2 separate regions of the Zea mays genome follow, and region 1 is linked to region 2. A link is a contact called in public Hi-C data. All regions are on one chromosome and are shown on one strand. The core of a region is the stretch at or near the end of the contact, and the rest is flanking DNA. Distances in the headings are between cores, read along the strand shown.

The links. Hi-C and Micro-C count contacts between places; a contact is called where the count stands out from the background.
Region 1: a Hi-C map of ear shows a contact between it and region 2, with 1.5 times the contacts expected there. The contact joins the promoter of LOC111255646 here to the promoter of LOC100273920 in region 2. A contact is called at or near these places in 2 of 25 Hi-C or Micro-C datasets (ear and tassel).

What each region holds. Positions count from the first base shown.
Region 1 is chr8:810,087-812,980 of Zm-B73-REFERENCE-NAM-5.0, reverse strand. LOC111255646 reads left to right here and starts at 1,602. Exons shown (of 1, transcript NM_001356980.1): 1 at 1,602-2,894. The coding sequence starts at 2,190. The coding sequence ends at 2,435.
Region 2 is chr8:627,063-629,997 of Zm-B73-REFERENCE-NAM-5.0, reverse strand. LOC100273920 (putative protein kinase superfamily protein) reads left to right here and starts at 1,323. Exons shown (of 9, transcript NM_001148312.1): 1 at 1,323-1,396. It overlaps LOC109941442 (a long non-coding RNA gene), which reads right to left and starts at 1,829. Exons shown (of 2, transcript XR_002264077.2): 1 at 1,290-1,829; 2 at 551-893.

The DNA.
Region 1 (2,894 bases), core at 353-2,852, 180 kb before region 2:
GGAAACAAGAACAAAGCAAGCTGGGAACACCGGACATTATTACCTCGCGACGTGGCCCGGACACCGGACATTCTTACGGATGACGGCGAGCACGACATGGGGGTGACGAGGGTGCGCAGCAAGGTTGAGGGAAGGGAGGAGGAGGTTTTCCTTTATGCACGCACGCACTCGAGCAGATTGTGGTGACGGTTTCAGAGATGACGGCACAGGCCGCAACTGGGGAGAGCGAGAGAGGAGATTTCAGAGATGGTGAAGATGATTGCAGCGCGGCAGGCTAGGCGCGCGTGGGCAGAGGCAGTCTGATGGGGTAAGAATAGAGATGGCAAAACGGGTCGCTCGGCCCGGGCCGGTAAAGCTCGGCCCATTTTAGGCCCGACCCATCAGACACAGTTAGAAAACCGGGTCGGGTCGTCTAAGTCTGTGGGCTCGATTTCCTATCCGAGCCCGGTCCGACCCGTTTAGTAAAAAAAGCGGGTCGAAAAATGGTCTAAGCGGACCGGTAGGCACATTTTAGTGCAAAAAAAATGAGCTTAACGGGCTTAGAGGTAAACGGACCGTGCCTAGTTTCCTGTCCGAGCCGAGCCCGCTTATTCGTGCCGGGCCGGTCCGGGCCCGTATAAAACCGGGCCGTGCCGGGCTCGGACTAGGCCCAAACAGCGGGCTTCGTGCCGGGCTCGCGGGCCTCACGCTTATTGGCCATCTATAGGTAAAAATAATTTGTTTTCTTTCTCTATATATATATATATTAGATCTTGTCGTTTTAATCCAAATTCATTAGTATTTTCCTTTTTCCAAACCAAAATACCACGAGACCATTTTGGCAAACCAAAAAACTGTGCTTCAGCAAGAGACAACACACGTATATTTAAAATAACACCTGAATTTGGTGGATATCGAAAAAATTATACCTTCTAATTCAGGATGTTACAGATAAAGCATAAGCTAAAATGGAGATGGATGAAGCAACGACGAGAGGATGAACTGACAGCGGTGTCTTCCGCTGTGGAGATCTATTGGGGCCCAGAACCGGTGGCGAGCAGCGGCTTCGGTGAATAAAATTTTTTGTGTGTTTAACCTTAGCTTTGGATACCAATGGTTAGAATCATAGGTGAGAAAAAGGAGACATAAAGTTTAATATGGAAAAACTCTCCTAATATGATGAAGAAAAAAAAACTAGAAAAAATAGATACATTATATGGTATATTGTACAGGGTACAAAGCGACCTTTTTGTATAGACAAAATAGATATATATAGAGTGATATCATGTTATTGTTATCCAACAGTTTTGCTTACCACAGACTACATAACCTTTTGCCATGGTTAAAGTAAAAAATTTCACGGAGGATGCGAACCAGCTAATTATGCCACAAACGTCCTCTCTTCTCTTCCGCCCACAAAGGATCCAAAACTAACCATGACGCATGCCATGACGCTAATTCCGCTTAGTAGGCTAACAACACGGTCTGACCCAGTTTACAGCCAATGATATCACGACACGTTATCTCCATCCCAGCCGTCCAAACCGAACCGCCTCATCTCCGCTGTCCGCTTCGGCCAACGGGACCATAAATACCTTTGCTTCCGCCAATTATTATTCGTTAAACCAACAAGATGTTGTTCGAGGCGTTCCCCTCCTCCACGCAACCTTCTCCCCTCCAGATCCAGGATTGCCGGGCTCCTTGACTCGTTACCTCGCGCGCCCTCGGTGAGCTACTTTGTTTCGATTTAGCGACAAATCAGTTTGCTTCATGTTGCGCAGGCTTAGATCTGAATGCCGGATTCTTCGTCTTACGGCTTGAATCGAGCTGGGAGGCTGTGGATCTGAGCACGGGAGGTACAACAAATCCGCGTGTATGACGAGTTGGATCGGCACCGGTTAGTCTCTGACCGCAAGATTTTGTTGTTGTGTTGGGCTGATCTGCCGCGTTGTTTTGCTTCAGGTTCTAGAGCTAGCGAAATCGCAAGGCTATTAGGGTTCCTTTCGGAGCGCGTCTGAAGCGATGATGGCTGAAGTCGGCGGTGGGATCGGGATCTTCTCTGCCCTGCTCCACTCGGGATGATGAATCTGCTGCGCTGATAATTATTGGATGAATTTCGATAATTATTAGATCTAAGAGATGCGCCGACTTGAAGAGGCGAGGTAAGGTGCAACATGTATAAGACGTGACATGCTATAGAGGCCTTTGCCATGGTGGGTGCGCTCGCATGGCAGGCCACGGTAATAAAAGAAGATATTTTTGTGTCCTGGGGGTGGAGATCGCACGGGGGATTGTTTTTTGGCCCCGGGTTCTCCTCCCTCGTGGTGTTCCGTGTCCCTATGTGCATTGGTCTTTGCGTGGTTTGCGATCTCAGCTCACCTACACGCTTCGGATTTCTGCATCTAACACGGAGATCTACAACAAAAACAAACATGGAGCTACAACGAGATTCTTAAGGTACAATCGTTAATTTACTGTAACAATTAAGTTTCTTTTCTCATCTCTGACGCCACACTTGTATCCTTATGTTCTCTCTCTGCACATTCAAAGAAACCGTTAAACCCCCATGAATAATGACATTCGACGTCCACTTTGCCCAGCTGTGTTGAATTTAATAGTTCAACAATTTCAGACTCCCATGAACTCAGTGAAACAAGCGTTACTGATGTCCTAAGTGAAATTTTATGTCGCACTTAAGATGGCGCTGCGTCTTTATTTCGTTGTATATTTTATTTTCAACAACTCCAATCTGATTATGTCGTGGCATTTCATTTGTATTTATCATGTCAATTGGGATATTTGGTCCTTGTAAGCTTTTGGCATGTTTGTTAGTTAAGCCATTGCAATTGTTGGACTTGTGGAGGGTTGCAAAATCGCAGTGATTCTACTATTCATCATGTCATCATGTGAAATCT
Region 2 (2,935 bases), core at 74-2,573:
GGTACTGGAGGAGGACTAATTCATGTGTCACGCTTTCTATTTGATTGAGAACAATTCTACAAGAAAGGACTAATTCAAGGGTTTAGGGTGATCATCTTCATTCTTGCTTGCGATGAACACAATTCTAACACCCTGAATTTGAGGGTATAAAATTTCTTTTCTAATATACACCAAATTCAGGTGTTACCCTCTCTTTTACTTGCTTTTCTTTTCTTTTTTCTAAAATAATGGAGAATTATTTTGTTATATATTGGCGTAAGCCTAGTAAAGTGAGCCCTAGAGGTGCTTTGGTTGTTACATTCATGTCGTTGCATAGTGTTTCTAAGTGCAAAAGGCGTTTGAAATATGTTAATATACCATGTGGAAGCTTTCGATAAATTTTTCATATTTTTTGGAATATTTTTATATTTTTCAAAAACCAAAATCTATTTATTTGAGGTACTTAAAAACATTTTCCAAAGATCTAAATATGTATTTTAAGTTCATTGGGTGCGAAATCATATCTAGGAATTTTTCTAGATTTTTTGGAGCCTTCAGGATATTTTTCAGATGTTAAATACGAAATCTGATACTTCTGTAAAACCTTCGCTATCATCCAACATCGACAGCCGAAGGCTGGCTCAGAAGAAGTTTCTAAAAACTACAACCTCCTTGCTCTTCGTCTTCGGGGTTGCCTCGTCACCAGCAAGCCGCACTTTAACCTTGTCGCCGAAGTAACCAAGCTCCTTCATCTTCTTCAATTCTTCAAATCCTTCTTCAAAATAGACCGACACATGTCGAGATAGCTCGGACCTTTATGCCCTTCCCCTGCAGCCTTCAAGCTGCTCTTGGATTTTGGTACTAACGAAGCCTTCAAGACTTCGGAAATTGTCCAACTTAGCCTCCGAAATAACCTTCAAGATATCAATTGCGTAAGGTCGAATGTATAATTGTAATCGAATGTTACATTACAAAGGAATGAAATAAATGCAAGTGTGCATACACAGACGAGTGATATATTTATTCTTCTTAATTTACATGCTACCTTCATTATTTTACCATCACATCTTTTATTTTCTTCTTTTAACCAACCTTTGAATGAAAGTTGAAGGAGAAACTCTTAGTCTACTAACGTATGTCGTCTTGTTTTTAAATTTTAAAATTATGACTATAAATTATATATCTAACTTTAAAACCTAACTAATCTTAGACGCGAAGCAAACATGCCCTCAAGCTTATGCCCACGCGAGTGAGAAGTGAGAATCTCCTAGGAAAGAGAAACAACGAAGACTCGAAACGAGTACACCAACCTTTCTTTCTCTCCTCTCGCTTCTGCGGCGAATTTTCTTGTCCCGTGCCGGCCGCCGTGTCTACCCTGCGCCACCGCCCCTTCCAACGCCTGCCGTGAAGACAAAAGGTGAGCTTTTTATCCCCTCTTCCAGTTTCAGTACTTCCCCAAAGTTCTTCGAAGGCGTTTATCGGGTGCCGGGGAACGCCTCACCGTCCGCATGAAGCCCCAGCGTGCTGCGGTCCGTCACAACCGCCGTTGCGACCTTTTGTGCGCCGTGGTTTCCCCACGGCGGCAGCAAGTGGAGAGGGAGAGCCTGTGGCTGCGTCGATTGCGACGGATGTGAGTACTGTACGGGCCTAGGGGAAGGTTTGTGTATGATTAGTGCTTATTTCCAAAGGTTTGGACCTGAGTCAAAAGTGCTGTTTCAATTGCTTGTGATCTGGGATGTGATTGCTGGTAGGTACCTCTCGTCAAGTGCAAAGAAGGTCTACCTTAATTCTCAGTCTCTATCTCCGATTCATCTGTCGGAGCTAGTTCTTTGATCATAAGAATACATCGAAAGTGAAGCTTGTTTTAGTTGTCCTTACCTAACAACGACGACAACAACAAAGCCTTTTCCCAAATAAATTGGGGAAGGCTCGAATTAAAAACCCAACCGGGCGGTATGTGATAACTGTTTTCCACATTCCAAGTCTTCTTTTAATGTCTCTTCCCATGTCAAAAACTTCGGTCTTTCTCTCTCTATTCCCATTGCTATCGTGCCTTAGGATCCCATTACACATTGGTGCTTATGAAGGTCTCCGTTGGACATGTCCGAACTATATCAACCAATGTTGAACAAGTTTTTTCTTCAATTTATGTCATACCTAGCCTATTACGTATATCATCATTTCGGACTCAACCCTTTGTATGGCCATAAATCCCACGCAACACACATTTTCGTAACACTTATTCTGGCTAAACGTGTCCTTGCCCACAATTTTTATATCTATTCTTTGTTTAAAGTAGCTAAGGAAGTATTTTTTTTGTTAATCAATCAGTTCTTTGTTTTTGTTTCCTTCTGTTTGTTCTGTTATATACTCATATTTTACAGCTTCTTCCTGTCTTGTAAACGTGGTAGGCATTGCGATCCGAAACAAACCCAAAGGTCATCGTTGTATTACTGTGCTAGTAAAGGCCCTCTAAGGCCCTTCTTTTTCCTTTTTAATATAACGATACGCAGTTCTCCTGCGCTTTCGAGAAAAAAATGAGTGATCGATACACAATTTCTACTAGGTCCAGTGGAGGATTAGGCCATGAGCGAGCGATTATATATATAATGTTTTTCTAATAATGATGGTACACACGGCGCAACCTTCATAGAATGCCAGGGGTGCGGGATGGGGGTTCGAACCCCCGCTGGCTCGACCAGGCCATAGGCCTATCTGCATTGAACCTACATTTTGGTGCGGAAACCTTTTTTGCTTGTAATTAGTATGAGCATTTTTTTGTTTAAAGAAAATCCTAAGAAAAAGCAGGGTATGATTTAGCTAACTAATACTGAATGCTTGGTTGGTATGGCTTATAGTGGCTCTTGCTTGTTTAATTAGTGTTTTCTATGTAACTTTGTAATAGGTATATTGTTCTTTTTGTGCATCCTTAAATATCTAGTGGGTTCTAGATGTC